Linked DNA regions of Mus musculus: region 2 is linked to region 1. A link is a contact called in public Hi-C data. All regions are on one chromosome and are shown on one strand. The core of a region is the stretch at or near the end of the contact, and the rest is flanking DNA. Distances in the headings are between cores, read along the strand shown. Region 1 holds the start of A930033C23Rik (a long non-coding RNA gene). Region 2 holds the start of Nkx3-2 (NK3 homeobox 2).

The links. A called contact is a pair of places that touch in the nucleus more often than the background predicts.
Region 2: a Hi-C map of epiblasts shows a contact between it and region 1, with 19 times the contacts expected there. The contact joins the promoter of Nkx3-2 here to the promoter of A930033C23Rik in region 1. A contact is called at or near these places in 1 of 39 promoter capture datasets (cranial neural crest) and 5 of 484 Hi-C or Micro-C datasets (embryonic stem cells and epiblasts).

The regions. Positions count from the first base shown.
Region 1 is chr5:35,397,204-35,403,080 of GRCm38.p6, reverse strand. It overlaps A930033C23Rik (a long non-coding RNA gene), which reads left to right and starts at 3,526. Exons shown (of 3, transcript XR_003955880.1): 1 at 3,526-4,256; 2 at 4,393-5,194; 3 at 5,411-5,877. It also overlaps a transcript of Hmx1 not described here.
Region 2 is chr5:41,761,630-41,766,930 of GRCm38.p6, reverse strand. It overlaps Nkx3-2 (NK3 homeobox 2), which reads left to right and starts at 2,711. Exons shown (of 2, transcript NM_007524.3): 1 at 2,711-3,452; 2 at 4,754-5,301. The coding sequence starts at 2,987. The coding sequence ends at 5,289. It overlaps Gm46910 (a long non-coding RNA gene), which reads right to left and starts at 4,296. Exons shown (of 2, transcript XR_001784850.2): 1 at 3,928-4,296; 2 at 1,846-2,107.

The DNA.
Region 1 (5,877 bases), core at 2,277-4,776:
TGTGGGAGCTGGGGTTGTGGGGTGGGGGAGGGAAGATGACCCTCATCCTCAAAAATGCACCCCAGGGATCCTATGAGGACAGAGGTGGCCAGAGCTAGCTCCTCCCTGGCGCTCCAGTGCAGACTCATCACAGCCAGGGAGCTCTCGGGTTCTCATCTGCCTGGGCTCTTCTTCAAGCCCTGGGTCTGGCTCTAAGGAGCTGTGGACAGATACAGCGGGGCAACCCAGTGTGTGTCAAGCAGTCTTGAGTTAATTGATGGAGTGAGGAACTCTAACAGAAGTTAGCAGATGAACTGCCCAGCCAGGAAGCCACCCAGCAGTGGGGGTTGGGGGGAGGACTTCAGGGAAGTTTGCCCTCCTGACCAAGTGCCACAGAGCAGCTGTGGTGACAGGCCAGATCTTCCCAGTGTCTACTCTGTTCTGTGGTGAAGAGATGTTTTCTGGGTTACCCTCTTTCAATGTCCTCCCCTGTATCAGTCACATGACATGGGAGAAGCCGCCCATCCACCCACACTCAAGGAGCCGTGAGTGACTCACACACACACACACATACACACACACACACACACACACACACACTTATCAGTCAGGGTACAGCACTGACCTGGGATCTCTGTGGAGGGTGACAAGCTTAGGTTCCACAGAACACTGGGATGGATCCACATTGGCTGCAGATGGTAGGGCAGCAATCCAGCACACACCTGTGCGTTTTTTATTTGAGGGAGGGTGCCTGAATGCCTGTAGTGGTTGATGCTGCACACCGACATGGCTAGGGCATGGTCCTCAAGTGTCTAGATGCTGCTGGGAAGGGAGTTTTTTGAAATATGACAAACATTTAAAGGAGACACTGGGTAAAACCAAATGGCTACCACAGTACAGTGGGTTTCTTATAAGTTCTCCCAAGCCAAAACAGAGATTATCTGAGGGGAAGGGTTTCTACTAGTGACTGCAGAATGGAACCTCTGTCTAGGTTTCTAGTCCACTCATGAGATTTATACACACAGGAGAGCATCAACCCTTGTTTGAACTTCCAGCATGCCTATCTACCCGTGCAGTTTCTCACTTGCCCGTCTGTCTGTCTGTCTGTCTGTCTGTCTGTCTGTCTGTCTGCCCGGTGCATCCCAGAGTTCCACTTTCTTCGGAGAATCCTGACCACCACTTAGCAGCAAACACAGGGCGAGCATATGGTAGTCAGAGTTGCAGCACCAAGCACGTTCATCCACATCTGTTAGCAGTAAGTGTGCATCCTGCGCCTTATGTCCTGAGAAAAAGCAAGGTCTGTAACCACTGCTCTCTGCCTGCTCGGACGCCTCCTCCTGTGGAGACACCAGGTGAAGGATCCCTCGGGCTCGCAGGCTGGGTGCGGTTGGTAGGACCACAAGTCGAGATCTTTGCTTGCCCCTTAAGGCTGAGAGCTAAGAGTGCAGTGTTTTAGTCACTGAGTCTAGGAAACAGGATGGCTGGCAGACAGGCCATCCCTGCTGCCCTAGTAGGGGCTTTGGAGAAGAGAGCTGGGAAAGCGGCTTCCCAGTGACAGCTTGCCTGGAGAGAACACTGGAATTTGAGGGTTTCTGGAGCGGGAAGCAGTTGGGACCTGAAACAGCGCTAATATGTGCCAATATGTCACTAGCCCGCCTGGACTGAGGGAACCCCTGACGTTCGATTGGAGCGCTTGGGGACAGATACACAAGGAACCTAGAAAAGCGCCCCATTCAGGGAAGGAATTAGTGGGAAAATAGCCAAGTTCACAGCCAGCCATGAAGTACAAGCATGGGGGTGGGGTGGGGTGGGGGACTATGTGGCTGAGTTCCAGGTAAAAATAATAGGCTGGTGATGGATTTCTTTAAAAACATAAAAACAAACAAACAAACAGACACCCTGGAATGACAAAAGAGCAGTTGAGAAGAGGCTGGGGATGAGCTCGGAGGTAGAACCTGCTTGCCTGGTATGCCGGGGCCCTGGGATTATTGCCCAGCACTGTAAAAAGAAAAAAGGCAGGATGGGAAAAGAGGGTCCAGGTACCTTCCCGGTTGTAGGAGGAGGCCAAGGTGCAAGCTAAGGACTTGCTGGGGTACGCAGAGGTACGGGATCTTTCTGCCCTTTGTGAAAGCAGACCACTTAACATTATGTGCATTAGATTTTACATATGATGGATGCATTGGTAGCTTTGATAAAACAGAATGGGTGGAGGAACAGGGAGCCGTGAGGACATACTGGGTTTTTATTTGTGTTTATTTTGCTGACAATTTGCCAGTCCCACCTGGAAAGCTCAAACCCCCAGCCTGGGGGGGGGTGTCTCTCAGTTTAAACCTTTACTGTATCTAAGTGAAAACGAACTTTTTTTTTCCTTTAAGGATTTGGTGAGAGGTTCCACACTATACAAGTGGATTCCATACTCTTGAGAACTTCAGGGCTTGTAAACTTCAGGTGGGGTCTATAAAGCTAGCATTTAGGAGGTGAGTGAGGTTAAGAGGGCCAGGAGCTGGAAGTCAGCCTGAGCTACAAGGCAGATCTTATCATAATAATAGTAATAATAATAATAATAATAATAATAATAAGCAGACTTGTCTGTCTGGAGTGAGTTTTCATCTTGGAGGCCGGAAGAGAGCTTTTCTTCCAGCATGCTTGATCACACCTTTAATTTTTCTGCTCCGACAATACATTTCCTATTTGCAAACAAACCAATGAACGGGTTAGTGAACGCTCAGGCTTGAAGCCTACTTGAAACCTTGAATTTCATCGCCAGCCCTGCAAAACTAAGAATATGTCAAAATCAAAACAAAACTCAGCCAGGATTGGTGGTGGCAAACCTTTAATCTCAACAGATTAAAGGCACATGGATCTCTCTCTCAGCTCGAGGCCAGACTGGTCTACACAGAGAGACAAAACAACAACAACAACAACATTTAAAGAAAAGATAAAGAAAAAGAAAAAAACTCAGCTATCCGTGGGTGCCTGAATTTGGAAAGCCCCTTCTGTGTGTGTGCGCGCTCGCGCGTGTGCGCGTGTGTTTAATTTTCTATACCGAACACCGCTTCTCTGCGCGCAGATGGGGACGTGCAGAACCGATTGGCTAGCGGCCGGGGAGGCCTGCCTGGGCCCTGCTTGCCCCGGCAGAAGGGCCGAAGCATGGGTCCGTGTCCCAGGGCAGGGGCCCAAGCGGTCGCTGTGCTTCGGAGCTGCCTGGCTCTTCTCCGGTCTGAGTCGGAAGGTTCGAGGGTCTGACTCCGGAAGCCTCTGAAGATCTAGTCTAAGGTGAGCGCCAGGTTCCCCGCGGACCACCGGTTACATCCCGCCGCCCTGCGCGCCTCGCCGGCTCCGGAGCGCGTCGCCTCCCCGCGGGCTGCGGGTCCCAGGGGCGAGGTCCTCGGCGCGGCGGAGGGTGGAGGGCCGAGGGGCGGCTCTTAAGGAAAAGAAGTTGAATCATCAGAGAAACCATTAGGCTAATGTGATGTGCTGTAAGGCGTGGGATCAATGCGGCCAGGCCGCTGGGGTGGGGGGGGGGGTGGGGGTTGCCGCCGAGCATGCGAGGCTCCTGCCCATTTGGGGGAAATGGATTTTAGAAATTTCAGAAAGAAAACTCAATCCAAATCTAGATGTAAAGGCGCTGTGGTTGTCAAGCTTCGAGAGCCATTTATGTCGTGTAGGAACAGTGACCTCGGTGGGGTGAAGCCAACATCAGGTGGGTACAGTGACCTCAAGGGGCGAAGCCAAGAGTGAGGTTCTAAAGAAACAGATGAAAGAGAGTTCTGACACTGGATGAGGGATGGCAGAGCTCCTGGGGAAGTGACAGTGGCTCCTCAGCTGGACATTTTGGAACCTTAGATTCCCTCAGACAGTGGCTTCTACTCCTCCATGTTTGGGCAGAGAGTTGGATACTAAGATACCCAAACCTATGCAGAGCCCACTCTGAGCGCAAGACCCTAGGCTTAGGGGCACAATGCTCTCCCAACTAGTCCTATGTTGCTACGAGGGACATCGAATCCCACAGTAAAGGCAAGGCTCAGGCCCTGGATCAGAGCCTGGGCACATGGCTCCACCAGGTAGGTCCCATGATATTAAGGTGGGTGAATAGAGGCCCCAGAAAAGAATGAGCTTCTTCAAGATTTGAACAGCGTCCCCATTCCATTCTCTCTGTCCCCCAAAAGCCCTTCTTCTTGCTGGCCCAAAGTATTGTTCCCTTCTAGAAAAAAGAGGAGGGGTGTGGGCTGCGACATATCTTGGGGCCACAATGGACTTGTACATACAATGACCAGGTAAGACTGGGCCTGGACACTGCTGGGGAGCGGGGATGCTCAGAGGCAAGCCTCCCGTTCTTCACAGCCGCCCTTAGGAGGTAAAGTGGATCCGGAAAATGATTAAGGTCTTTTCTCCACAACCAATTTCGGTCAGCCCTAAGGGCACGTGGCATCATTCTGCTTGCTTGCTTATCATTGTTTGCTGTCTGAACGGCCTGGAGGTCTGAGGAAGTCCTACTAGGCTCCGGGTGAGTTCTAGCTTCTGTCTCCAAGCTTTTAAAAAGGAAACGAATGAATTCCAGTGTAGGGCCCTCAGATCTACTCCCTGGTGTAGAGAACTCTCTGGAAGGAGTTGAGAGACAGTGGGCTCTCCCACTTCTGGCCCCCTCATTTGCCCAGTTGAAAAGAAATCCCAACATTGCTTCCGTCTCCCAGATCACGGGATGCGTGAGCCTTGGAGTCAGACTGGGACTGATTATTTTTCGAACACACAACTAGGATAGCACCCCTGTCTTTTGTGGGGGCACTGTGCAGCTGCGAGGCTCGGCGCTCGCAGTCTTAAGATGGGAGTATCGGGCCCCATCCCAGCCACGGGGATCCAGGAAAGACACAGAGCATAGTGAGCTTCCCCCTGCCCCCTGTGTGCTAGGGAAGGTCTGTGCCCAGGGACCAGGCTGAGCTCCTCCCATCAGGTGGGTCCATCTTCTGTTCTCGGCCAAGGCGAGCGTTGCCTGGACTCCACCAGCACCCGCGTTCATGTACCTCCGCCTCATTCCCGATGCCTTCCGGACCTCGGCGTCCCCACCTCCGTTACATGCCCTCGGCTCGGAAAGGAACCTTTACTATGTGACTGGGCACCTAGCCCGCGTAAGGACACGCAGGATGAGGTGGATAGGAGACGAGAGGTGAGGACGGAGGGGAGGGTCTGCAGACCGCAGCAGACTGCGAGACGCCAGGTGAGCGGCCTAGGCGGGATCGGAGGGGCGCCGCGGGCCGGGCGGGGCTGGGCCCGGCGCGGGGGCGGGGCGGGGCTGCGAGCCACAGGGTCCCTTGAGACTGCCCGGAGCGTCTAAGCCCAGTAAGGTCGGAGGAGGGCCGGCGTCTCATCCCGGGCTCCGCAGTACGCACCCCCCCCCCCCCATGTCTCTCACTCCTACCTGATGGCGAAACAGGGCCTCGTGGCACCAGCGGAAAGGTGCTGACGCGGGATATGCAGCCGCGTCCGCAGCCCGGTGGGTCGAAGCGCGCGGAGTCCGGGACCCATAGTGGGAGGCAGGACCAAGAAACCAGAGCGCCCGTCGCAGGGAAGGAGTCACTTCCCGCATGGCAGGACGCGTGAGAAGAAGGATCACGGCCACTGGGGAGAGTCGAGCGGGAGAATAACGTCGCTGTGTCCCGGGCGAACCAAGAGAACCAGCAGGCGGAGGGCGGGGAAGGGAGACATTCCAGGGCGAGCGCAGAACCATGGCTAGCAGGCGTCTGGATCCGCAGAGGTGGTGCCCCTGCAATCCCGGATCACGCAGAGCCCACGGGTGCTTGGTCTGTTTAGCGGTCTCCAGCCCAGGGCTTCCCGGAGGTCCGGATGCAGCCCTTCTCCATCCACCCTTCGCGAGTGTCGCCTGTGGGCCCCGAGCCTCCT
Region 2 (5,301 bases), core at 1,462-3,961, 6.4 Mb before region 1:
GGAGAGCAGCGCCTGCGCCAGGCCAAGAGCCACAGTTGTCAGCAGTCACGGGTTTTCCGAAGTTGGATGCTTAGCCTAGAGGCTATCACCCACGTTGTCCTCGAAGGGGGTTGGGGGGGTATGCCTATGCTAGCCGAGCAGTTCCAGACCTCCTCTGACCTCTTGAGCTGACCTTGACTCAGGATGTACTCTAGGTACTTCAGTGCATCCGGCCATAGCCCCCAACGCCTTTTCATCTCTTCTCACTTCTTACTCTTTCAGGGGCTTCCTCTCTCCGTAGCTCAGAACCGAGTGTTTATCTTCTTCCAAACACATCTCCTTCTGGCCCTGCCTGCACCGGTCACTCACTAGACCTAACGATCTGCTAACCTCTGGCAAACTCCGTCGCCCCGCGCCTCCTGGAGAGGCGGATTGAAACCATTTCGTTATTCTCATGCAAAAACCAGCAATGCCAACAACTTTTAAAATGACCGAACAAGTGGTTTTCCGAGCTTCAAAAATGTCTGCCACTTACCTCTTGTCAACTTGTGATTTGAGATAAAAAAGACAACAAAACAAAACAAAACCGGTTATTTCTGCCAAATAAGTAGTAATCATTACTTCAAATAAGCATATGGATACCCAAACCTAACCCTAGCGCTCAGGTATTACACTCTTGGATATTCTTGTCCATCAGCATGTCCAGAGCTCACTGGTTCTTGTCCCCACCGAGAGAGCCCCATGTCCACAGGCCATCACACACATGCTCTGCACCTGAGTAACCTCATTTTTCTATCAAGCTTTGTCCCTCGTCCTCCACTAGCCCCTAAGTCAAGATAGCTATACACATTCTCAACACCCAGCATGGGATGCAGAGAAGAGAAAATCGATTTTAATAAAAGCATGAAAATGTTGAAGGGGGAGTGGAGAGCCTCATTTTGAAACCTCTTAAGCATTTCATTGGATCCTTGTCCTAGCCAGAAGTTAGTCCCTTGGCTGTTATAGTTGCCAGCTACTAACAACGAATTTAAATCTTTCCCTCAAAACTTACACAATTGTGAAGAACTATGAAGAGTTGTAGCCCCTTCAAGAGAGGCCCATCCCTTACCCCAAGGGACCCTGCAGCATCTTCATAGGGCAGGAAAACAGGCAACTGCAAGCCACGAAGTCTACAAGTTTCTAACCTTCCTCCCGAGGCGAGGCGGACGACTTTGACTGGGTAACGATTTCTCCCCCGCAGTGCGGATCAGCTCTGGGAAGCAGCTGCAGGAGGCCTTCCCTATTTTAATGACACCAATGAAGTGGCCTCCTCAGCTTCTGAAATTAACATCACAACTATTTAAATGTGTTCAGAGGTTCAAGCTTGTGTATTGGACCAAGCCTCGGGTCACATTTGTGGAGCAGTCAGTAAGATTTGTCACTTGAACAAACTTGTCATTAAAAAGATGTTTAGTAAATAGGCAACATATGTTTTGACATAACCACAATGTTTATATTTTGTATTTACTTCCTTCTAGTGAGTAAAATAACTTGGTTCTTATTTTTAAGGGCATTAAATCTCAGTTCTGGATCTCACTATTGTGTAACTCCCAGCTAGTCTCTTTCAAACTTATCTACTCCTTCTCAACTCACAAGAAACAGAATATTTAAAGAACAAATTAAAAGCATTTTTATGTTTTCTTCTTGATGTAAAACAAATTGAACAAATCCAATTAAATTCAGAGTTGATTGCCCAAGGAGACGAATACCCAGCTCCAAAAATTCTCTACCCAAATGCTTTCCAATTCCTCGCCCCACTTGGTGCTTAACTAATATTTTTCAACCTAGCTTTTTAAGTCGTCTACAGAAATCCAATCCAATCAAACGTAAAATGATAGGAGTACTTAGTAGAGTGATTTTAATTATCAGATTACTTCAGTAAAGAGCATTAGCAGAGAAACAGCTGAGAAACTTTAAGAGTGGAAGGAAAAAAAAAGATGAATTTTGTTCTTCGACTCTGGGCTCCTTCCTAGAGAACAGAAACTATACGTCACATCTGGAGATGCTTTCTGTTGAGTTTTCGCCGAAATTTTGAGCTGGGGTTCATACTGGTGTTCCAGAAAAGCGCTAGAGTCGATGGTTATCGGAACTGAAATCAGAAACAAAGTTTCGGGATGATGGTTCTCCTCGATGCTGAAGGATGCTACTGAGAACCAGGTTTAGGAGGGAAGGGGTTAAATCAGACCCTGTCTTTTGCTACTCAACTGGTGGACTAGAGTCTCTTAAAGTCAACGGCCTCCAGTTGGAACCAGCCAATCCACTGCCGGGAGAGCCCAGGACAGCTAGTGAAGGGGCGTGGCCCGATGCTGTCACTCAGCGGTGAGGAATGACACTCTGATGGGAGGGGGGGGGGGGTACAGTGGAACGCAGAAGCAAAGAGAAGAAACAGATAAAACCCCGGCAGAGGGTAAAAGGTGTCCCCGCTCTTCTCCGATTTTAGGGGCCTCAGCTGTCACTGCGGGCGCCAGAGGAGTAGGCTCCGGAAAAGCCAGCCCAGAGGGGAAGAGGGAGGACCCGCCAGGAGCGAAGCCCTACAGGCCGGGAAGACAGAGGCGCACAGAAAAAGTGACTTTGGGCGGTGCGCCTCGGCGGCGCTCCGGAGGCGACTGCAGACGCGGAGAGGACCCTTGACAATTCTCGCCGGCCTCTCCCCAGAGGACAGACCCGGGCCGGTCCCCAGAGGGCCACGGGCGAAGAGATAATCGGCCGGGCTGTAGGAGAAGAGCATCTGGCGCTGGATTCCAGGGGAGGGGGTCCTGGCGAGGTGGGCCTGTGAGGTGGGGTGAGGGTCGGCGCGGATCCTGGAACTGAGGGGGGCGGGGGCTGCTGTGCTGCGCAGGAGTGGGTTGCGGGGGCCTGGCGCGCCCCTCTCACTCGCGCTGAGGTCGCCCAGAGCTCCGTGTCAGGCTCGAAGCTGTCCCCGCGCCCCAGTTGCCCTCCTGGCTGCCGGCTCCGATCTGCGGCGCAGATGGCTGTGCGCGGCAGCGGCACCTTGACGCCCTTCTCCATCCAGGCGATCCTCAACAAGAAAGAGGAGCGCGGCGGGTTGGCTACGCCGGAGGGGCGCCCGGCACCAGGGGGCACAGAGGTGGCGGTGACCGCGGCGCCCGCCGTCTGCTGCTGGCGGATCTTCGGGGAGACCGAGGCCGGTGCGCTGGGGGGCGCCGAGGACTCTCTTCTGGCATCTCCCGCCCGAACCAGAACAGCCGTGGGGCAGAGCGCAGAGAGTCCGGGAGGTTGGGACTCAGACTCAGCCCTGAGCGAAGAGAACGAGGGCAGGAGGCGCTGCGCCGATGTCCCGGGAGCCAGTGGAACCGGCCGCGCCAGGGTGACCCTGGGCCTGGACCAGCCAGGCTGCGAGCTGCACGCCGCCAAGGACCTGGAGGAGGAAGCCCCGGTCCGCAGCGACAGCGAGATGTCAGCCAGCGTTTCAGGTCTGCTGCTGCGGGGGGTTCTCCAGGAAGGGGGCTGGGCTGAAGGGGGTGGGTTAAGAGGTCAAGCACTCTGAGGCGGGGTGGGCCTACTGTGGGAACACGACGCCCTGCCGGGCTTAGTGCTAGCGAAGTCTCCAAGTTCTTCGCGTTGGCGCGCGCTGCCCCAAACCTGAAGCAAGTGAGCTTCTTAGAGCCGGGTGTCCTGGTACTATGTGGCCTGCGCTCTGCACCAAGAACTTTGAGTTCATCTGCAGTGCCTCAGCTGTGCCCATTTAAAATCTCTAGATTTAGGAAAGGGGGACCAAAAATCTATGAGGTAGATCCCTGACACAGCCATGCCAACGACTGCAGATCCTGTCACAGCGTAGGAGTGGGGAGCCTTGGGAAAGGGCGCGTTTAACTTCCCTTACCCCAGGACTGGCAAAACAGCCTTTGGCTGAGTACCTAGGGAGCTAGAAACAAAAGTAGCAGTTACCTGAAGGCGGGAGATGGTGGGGAAGTGTGGTTGAGGTGGTCTGGGAGGCGCTGGATCGTCAAGACTCTGTATCCACTCACGGGTATATTTCTTAGTCTGAAAGGCCGGCTGCTGGCTTCTATTGGGTACAGTCTGCTGTAGGCCTCGCATAGGCTTCGAGCCGGCCAGAGCGCTGACTTCTTTTGCAGGCGGTGCTGCAGGAAGCACAGAAAAGGCTGGGAAACGGGGTTCAGATCAGGGTCTTCACTGTCTGCACCCGGCTTCCCTTTATTTTCATGCAAAGAACAGGGAGGCAAGTGTACTGGGGCCTCGCGTTGTTCCCTGTTGCCGTATCCTGACAGTTCTGGGTTCTTAGGACGGAAGACTCTCTATACCTCTGACCTCAAGATCTGCACCCTTCCCCACCACCACCTTCCTCTTTCCTGTAGTCAACGGATGTGTGGGTGTGGGTGTGCAAAGGTGTGCTGTACAACTCGAAACAGAAATTCAGTGTAGAAAGCCACGATTCAGGGCTAAGTACAGAACAAAACTTGTGGATATGTTCAGGCCAAGTATCCTACATTCCTGCAGGAAATCTGGGGCCTGGAAAACTCGGGAAGAGCTGTTCCCCTACTGCTCTAGCAAGCAGCAGAAAAGATACATTATGTGAGAAGCGTGGAGGACAGAGTTCTGAAACAGAACCCTCTGGAACTTCTCCTCCCCTTTCAGTAGGCTCAAAGTGGGTTCCCTTGCCAATCTTCCGCAAGAAACCACAGCAACCGAGACCCATCTTCCCCTCTGCGAGTCTGACAGGTTCTTTGCTTTTTGTTCCTACCGGAATCCGCAGGCGACCACAGCCCGAGAGGCGAGGATGACAGCGTTAGCCCTGGAGGTGCACGCGTGCCTGGGTTGCGCGGCGCCGCGGGCAGCGGGGCTAGCGGCGGGCAGGCGGGCGGCGTGGAGGAGGAGGAAGAGCCCGCAGCCCCTAAACCGCGAAAGAAGCGCTCCCGGGCCGCCTTCTCGCACGCCCAGGTCTTCGAGCTGGAGCGCCGCTTTAACCATCAGCGCTACCTGTCCGGGCCGGAGCGCGCAGACCTGGCAGCTTCGCTGAAGCTCACAGAGACGCAAGTGAAGATCTGGTTTCAGAACCGTCGCTACAAGACCAAACGCCGGCAGATGGCCGCCGACCTGCTCGCCTCTGCACCCGCCGCCAAGAAAGTGGCCGTAAAGGTGCTGGTGCGTGACGACCAAAGACAGTATTTGCCCGGAGAGGTGCTGAGGCCACCTTCCCTTCTGCCACTGCAGCCCTCCTACTACTACCCTTACTACTGTCTCCCGGGCTGGGCGCTGTCCACGTGCGCGGCCGCTGCTGGTACCCAGTGAAGCCCTTGGGAC